Regions from separate parts of the Sus scrofa genome. Here region 1 is linked to region 2. A link is a contact called in public HiChIP or PLAC-seq data. All regions are on one chromosome and are shown on one strand. The core of a region is the stretch at or near the end of the contact, and the rest is flanking DNA. Distances in the headings are between cores, read along the strand shown. Region 1 overlaps KIFAP3 (kinesin-associated protein 3). Region 2 overlaps PRRX1 (paired mesoderm homeobox protein 1).

Region 1 (3,343 bases), core at 345-2,844, 630 kb before region 2:
CAAAACAAAGAATAATAGATGAAAAAGGTACAGACGGCTTGATGTAAGAACTATATCTTTGAACTCATGGCAATGTAATCTCTGCTGTCAAGTGTCTACCATATCATTAGGCTACAGGTATAAAAACAACCACCATGACTATATCTAATGACAACATTTCATCCCTCAAATGCTTATGCTTGTTTATTTTTCCAACTATGGCTTTTGTAAATTTTGATATATAAAACTGCATATAATTCAGAATTCTCATAAAAGCATAAATTGTACATTTTAATTATATAATAGCTCAAAGAAAAATGTTCATGATTTTCATTTTAAGAGGTTAATTTAAATAAATTTTGGAAATGTGGTATAACTTTTTCAAAATACGTTCTGAAATTCTAATTGTATTAGAACAACAAAGATAAATACAGAGGTGGTTAAAAGTTTATTCTGTTTTGGAAACTGGTCTTTGATTCATACTGAAAAGTAGCTATCAATCTTCAAAGCAAGAAATCTGATTCTAAGAAATTCTGATTTCTATTATCAAAAAATTCATATCATATACATTTTACATCACTTTACTTCATGAATATCAGAATATGTAAGGAACAGCTGCTTGTCATTACTGAACTAAGAAATCCTGGTTGGTTGAAATTAATGATCTACTCCATCTGGTTTGAAACACAAAGTGGTATTTCATAACTACTGTAAAGTTCAGTTAGGAAGAAATCTATTCAATTTTCAAAGTAAAGTATCACTTTTCCAGGATTCAAGTATCTATATCAAATACAAAAATAATGCAGCATTATGGGCAATATATACAATACACTATTATGAAAACATGAATGAGTACACAGTAGAAAAAAATGAGCCATCAATTCAGATACAATTATTTTAAATGCTTATTTCCAGTCTGCTACAGATCTTAATTAGAAATCCTTTCCTTCTTCTTTTCAACTAAATGATTTCAATAAAGTTATTAATATTGACAACAGTGCAACACATTAAAGGGCAAAACATGCAAAAACTAACTGTTCTTGCCAAAATCCCTGAAAAAAGGCAGGATGGCAGAATCAACAAAGTTATGATATATGTAAAATATATGTACAAATTAAATTTTACCTTGAAGATACTGGCAGTTTTGAATGAAAAAAAATTATTGCTGTAAAGTATCTAAATCTTCCCAACCAGAATACCAAATAGGGGTCGCTAGCTAGAAACTAAAGCAAAACCATGGCAAAATGAGACTGTTAAAATGAAATACATTGGAAGACTAACATAAATTAGTAAAATATACATTTAAATACAAGCAGAATAGAGTAAGATATCACTTTCACACGGAAGTCAGAAATCTTGAAGATGTCATTTTTAAGTTACACATTCTAGAAGGCAATAAACTAAGAGCAATTAATTTTCCTAGTTACAGCCTTTTTAATGGAGATGACATTAAAGATTAACTTGGAAAAAAATAATGGTGAGCTAATAGATTTGCTTGGTATGTATTGATGTTATGTCTGAAATCATTAGCCGAAGACTATTTATATATCAAAAGTGCTTACAAAGCTTGGCAATGAGCAAGGCTGATAGACTAAAATTGCTATTTATAGCACACAAACAATTTATTTTTGCTTTGGTTATCATCTTACCTGAGCTGTAGAAAAGGTCAGGTCTCTCGAGAATATCTCCTTCATGGATGTATGGCTCAATTCGATCATCACCATACAAGTACTGCTCACTCTCATCCATCTGACGACTCTCTACCATCTCCAGCCACTGAGAGTTATGCCAGCGAAACTTTTCACTCTGAATTTTCTTAGCCCATTCTTCATCATATTCCTGTGGCAAAAAATAGTCAATTATTTTTGTGTAAGTTTGTGAAGGAATTCCCTTGGCACTCAAGATAGTACTTTTATAAGAAGAGAATGGTGGGGGATTGTTTGGGTTAGAGGAAACATTAAAAGTACTTGTTTAGAATTATTGTATACAATAACCAATAAAAATCAAATACATATATTAAAGACATCTCTGTTTAGATTACCAATCACTACTGGCAATGGCAAAAATTAGAAAAGTTCAAATTTCACAAATTCTTTTTAAGTATTACTAGAATTCAGGTAAGCAATCAGACTTCAGCTTCCAAAAAGTTTTGTGACTATAATTATTGTGGCAGTGACAGGTAGTTAAGTATTAAAATTATATCTTTTGCTGCATCTTTTTGTTTAGATAACATTTTTTAGTAGAAAAAGAATCACTATTAACAACTGAAATGGTTTATTACAAAAACAAATATAATTTAATTCGATTCTGTTTCAACCACAAAATAATGTCTTATTTATAATTATTTCTTTAAATATCTCCTGCTTCAACCATGAACTCTTGAGGAGCAAGACTGTGGCTTATTCACATATTTGTGACATCTGTTTACACACAAGTCATTGGTGGATGTTTCTGAAGGACAAGTAGGCAAGATATAAGCTACAGCTGAACCTATCTAGTGCCCTACAGTTTACGGTTACTTCTGACAAGTATATTCACTTGAAAATTAATAGACAGTGCTACTGATAGCCTAGATAGAAAAAAAAAAAAGGCTTCAGGTATTTGTCATTTGAATCCCGGGGTCCTTAATCTTGAATTCCTCTGTCATATCTTTAACACTTTTGTTTACAATTCTTTTCTTTTCTTTTTTTTTTTTTTTTTGTCTTTTTGCTATTTCTTGGGCCACTCCCACGGCATATGGAGGTTCCCAGGCTACGGGTCTAATCGGAGCTGTGGCCGCCAGCCTACGCCAGAGCCACAGCAAAGCAGGATCTGAGCCGCGTCTGCAACCTACACCACAGCTCACGGCAACGCCGGATCGTTAACCCACGGAGCAAGGGCAGGGACCAAACCCGCAACCTCGTGGTTCCTAGTCGGATTCGTTAACCACTGCGCCACGACGGGAACTCCTACAATTATTTCCTTAAATTTAACTTTCAAATTATCAATATATCTCTTAGCAGTATCAGCTGTCACACTATGTGTTCTATACTGTACATCTCTGAAACTATATAGATGTTCCTTTTCAAATAAGGTTGGTGGAGGTAGAAGATATTTTTTGGCTATGGTAATGCTAATGGCAATTTTACCACCAAATTATTATTATTATTATTTTGCTTTTTTTTTTAGGGCCACACCCACGGCACATGGAAGTTCCCAGGCTAGGGGTCAAATTGGAGCTGCAGCTGCGGGTCTATGCCACAGCCACAGCAATGCAGGATCTGAGCTGTATCTGAGACCTACACTACAACTCACAGTAACACTGGATCCTTAACCCACTGAGCGAGGCCAGGGATTGGAACCTGCATCCTCATGGATACCAGTC
Region 2 (3,599 bases), core at 145-2,644:
GAGTGTTCTATTTTAATTTGGAAGATTATGTAGAAAAACTAGATACACTTTTTAAAAACACTCATAATTGCGCCACCTTGAGATAGTTCGTTTATTTTTACAATTAGAATTCAGTATTTTATATAGTATAGATTTAGTGTAAATACTATTTTTTATTCTGCTCCTTTCACTTAAAATCATATAACCTAGTACTTCTTACTCAGTTCATGGTATACTTTTATATCATTTCTCTCTTAGGCAGAGTTTGTAAAAAATAATTCAACATTTCATAGAATCTGATTGTTCATGTTCTGTATGAAGAATAAATTAATCTCCAGATTTAAGTAGAAAAAATGATGGTTTAAGCAGTAATTTAATCAATAATAATGGTTTTTTTTTTGACCCAATGTTGACTGAAGTGTTTATATTTTGATCAATTTCTGAAAGTGGCAAAAGCTATTTTGTTACTTGGAGATTTTTCTGCTATGTTTAGAACCAAAATACATTATGATTTCACATTTTGAAGCTTGGTAGGAAATATAAGTCTTGTTAAGAAAATATAAAAGAAAAACAAGTGATGAAAAGCAAAAGAAACGATACACTTTTTGTGTTATGGAACATGAACTTGCTATTTCTGTTGATACTCTTATGTCAAAGTAGTTATCTCACATGTGACGTTCATTAAAAGGCATTTCTCTTGGTTAATCCTTGGATGCTCCCGTGTGGCAGCTCTGTCCTTGATCTGGTTCCAAAGAAGAGACTGAACACTTGCCCAAGTTTAAGCCTTCAGCAAGCAGAATTAGAGCCAGTGCTCATGATTCCTCTTTCTGTCCAACATATTTGCCACATAACCATATTTTCATTCAAATTAAACCTTATATGATATCAAAAATAGTAAAAAGTATAAGATTGGAGAACTACATAAACATGCCTGTTTGATTCAGGGCTTTGTCTCAGATCTGTGAGGCCTGCCTGCAGCTGAGGTCCACGTTGTGGGGTGTGCAGGCACCCCCTGGAATAAATGATGTGCCTTGGTCATGCAACTCGGGGACAGTGAGCAGACAGTTTTGCCAGAGGGTCAGTTTGCTGACTTCCACAGCTCTCCCCTGGAAGAAGAGAGGAGGAAACCAAGACTCAAAGCAATAGCGTGCATATGGTCAGAATTATGGGATGGGAAACAGCCAAAACATTTTTTTTTTTCTGGGTGTCTTTTATATCCAGAGTGGAGGCTGTATAATTTATCATTCAAACTGGGACACTTTTGAGAGTGAAAGGGGAGTACTATTAATAATGACACTAGGACAACAGGCATAAACTGGGATTGTCCCTGGCAAACAGAGATGTATGGGTCACTCTATTTATAGCACGTCCTGACCTCTTTCATTCCCTTGAGCATGTTAGAGGTGATGATGTCAGGCAGGCAACTGAGTCACTGGGAGGAGCAAAGTATTCTCTAACAGGCCACTACTGTCCTGGCAGGTGTCTTCTTTATCTACCCGTAGCCAGTTGAAAAAAGCTTGTCTTTGGCCCATATGCTCACTGCTTAGCTTAGAACTGTTTCCTTAAGCAAATGAAAGCACACAGAAGCACCAAAGTTATTAAGACTCATTATCTTGTAGTGCTTTGCCTCTTGGGTAGCAGGGATTAACCAAGTCCTAGACTTTTGACTGCTGTTTTAGATGAAGTAGTCAAGAATCTTTTCTGCAGAAACATCCTTTCCTGTGAAAGGTAGAGAATGGCCTGGCTCTGCAGTATTGGTCTGGAGTGCCCTTTCCAGAGGGAGGGCTGGGCTTCAAAGACAACTAATGACAAGTGAAAGAGAGGCCAGCCATCCTTATCCACAATTTTCCTCCCCCCAACCTTCTCCTTCTCCACCTCCCCTCATTTGATCGTGGTCACAGTGCTGCCTGACATCTGCTGAACGCATTTGGCTCATTTCTCCCTTTCACACTTTCAAAAATAGATCCTCGTCCCTCCCAAGATGTTGTTTACACGAGGGGCTTCATAACGGATTCTAACGGAAGACACTGAAAAGGTAACTTGTCAGAGGGGAAAGAGGGTGGCTGCTGGGGGCAGGGTTTAAGTGGGAATTAACTCTGTTGAAGAAAGTGGGGTTTTACAGTCCTAGGAATGAAAGCAGTGAGGTCCTCAAGTGGGGAATCCTATTGGAAACCAGAGCTGTAAGAAAATATGTCCTTAGAGTTAAAGTAGTCTGATGGCCTAGAGCAGGGCTCGTCACAGATTACTGGGCAAGTGAATCATCTGGAATCGTGTTACGGTGCAGACTCAGATTCAGTGAGTCTGTGGCAGGACCTGGGATTTGTGCCTCTAACGTGCTGCCATGTGAGGGCCATGCTGTTGACACTTGGTCCATACTTTGAAGAGTGTGGTTTTAGATGACTGTAGGATGTGGGACAGAGGTCAGAAGAACTGTGTTCTTGTCCTGGCTGCTGCAACTCAGGCCAGTTGGGTCATCACTCTTTTATGTAGCCTTGTATCTAAAATCAAGCTAGTGATAGTTTCCCTATTATATGTCTCACGAGGTAATTTGGAACCTATGTTTAAGCAACGTGCATTTCAAAAAAGAAATACAAAAATCATGAGATGATAGAAAATAGGCAAGCCTTCAAATATAAAATATTTCTAGAAAGAAAAACTTTAAAATGGTGGAAGTAAAAAAAAAAAAATGGTGGAAGTCTCACTGAATATGCCGTGCAAACTGAACGTTTACAAATGAAATATGGTCCTATTGTCCACTTTAAGAGCTAAATACACTTCAAAAACTCAGCTCCCGAGTTTGAAAAACAGACGTTGGAAATGATTATTTAAATCACCAAAGAGCACTTCCAAAAGGATTTTGTGGGTCTCTCTTTAAAAGTAAATTTCCCTAGGAAAACTCACATTGAATTTTTTTAGATGAAGGAGGTGTACTTCTGTCGTTCTTCCTCCGACAAAAGAACAAACCAAAGATATGGTCTCCAAATTCTACATATATAGAGAGAGTCATGAAAACCTCAAGCTCGATAGCCTTTTAAAAAATCCCGAGCTGGGAAAGCCCTAGAATCTCAGGAAGACACACAGACTTCTTGGGCTGACAGATTTGTCTTTGGGATGAAATTTTTCATAGCTTGTCATCATTTGTCCAAATGCGCCAAATGGAAAACAAAAGTTGGAGCTGAAAACTGAGTCAGGTATTATTTCCCCCCAGTTCTCCTCAATTGTTTTGTGATGTGTGGGATTTGCATTCTGGGTGACTAGAAAGCAGAGAGGGAGATGTTCTTAAGTTTCCTGGCTTTAAAACCACAGCATGTATCTATAGTATTTCCCATACTTCGTTGGTGTTTGGCAGTCATCTTAAACACATATTCCTCACAACAACCTCTCAAGGTAGGTTGAAATGATCAAAAATGATTTGTCCCCAGTGAAAACAGAACGCCAACCCTGGTAGTTAGCATTTGCTGCCTATGGCTGAGCTCGAACTGTTAGGAATCTCCAAATAAGGAGAAGGAAGAATTTCAAGCTTACTTCAATGTGTCAGCTCTACAAAAAAAGTCCTAGAGCATATTTGCATTAGTCCTAGAGTATGCTTTGCATACAAGCATTTCTTTTTCATCTCTAAT

Evidence for each region. HiChIP or PLAC-seq counts read pairs in DNA pulled down with a chosen protein or histone mark.
Region 1: an H3K27ac HiChIP or PLAC-seq map of skeletal muscle shows a contact between it and region 2. The contact joins two enhancer-like sites. A contact is called at or near these places in 1 of 47 Hi-C or Micro-C datasets (embryonic fibroblasts) and 1 of 2 datasets of contacts at active chromatin or transcription factors (skeletal muscle).

What each region holds. Positions count from the first base shown.
Region 1 is chr4:81,068,207-81,071,549 of Sscrofa11.1, reverse strand. It overlaps KIFAP3 (kinesin-associated protein 3), which reads right to left. Exons shown (of 21, transcript XM_021089425.1): 18 at 1,629-1,818. Among named protein-coding and RNA genes, the nearest start is that of SCYL3, 64 kb to the left of the region's middle. Within about 2 kb of position 1,594, at least 1 of the 83 cell types and tissues checked has an H3K27ac peak or open chromatin away from gene starts, as enhancers often do. A contact at or near this core is called in skeletal muscle, where this site is marked.
Region 2 is chr4:80,435,571-80,439,169 of Sscrofa11.1, reverse strand. All of the region lies in intron 3 of PRRX1 (paired mesoderm homeobox protein 1), which reads left to right. All of the region lies in intron 2 of LOC106510093 (a long non-coding RNA gene), which reads right to left. Among named protein-coding and RNA genes, the nearest start is that of PRRX1, 65 kb to the left of the region's middle. Within about 2 kb of position 1,394, at least 8 of the 83 cell types and tissues checked have an H3K27ac peak or open chromatin away from gene starts, as enhancers often do. A contact at or near this core is called in skeletal muscle, where this site is marked.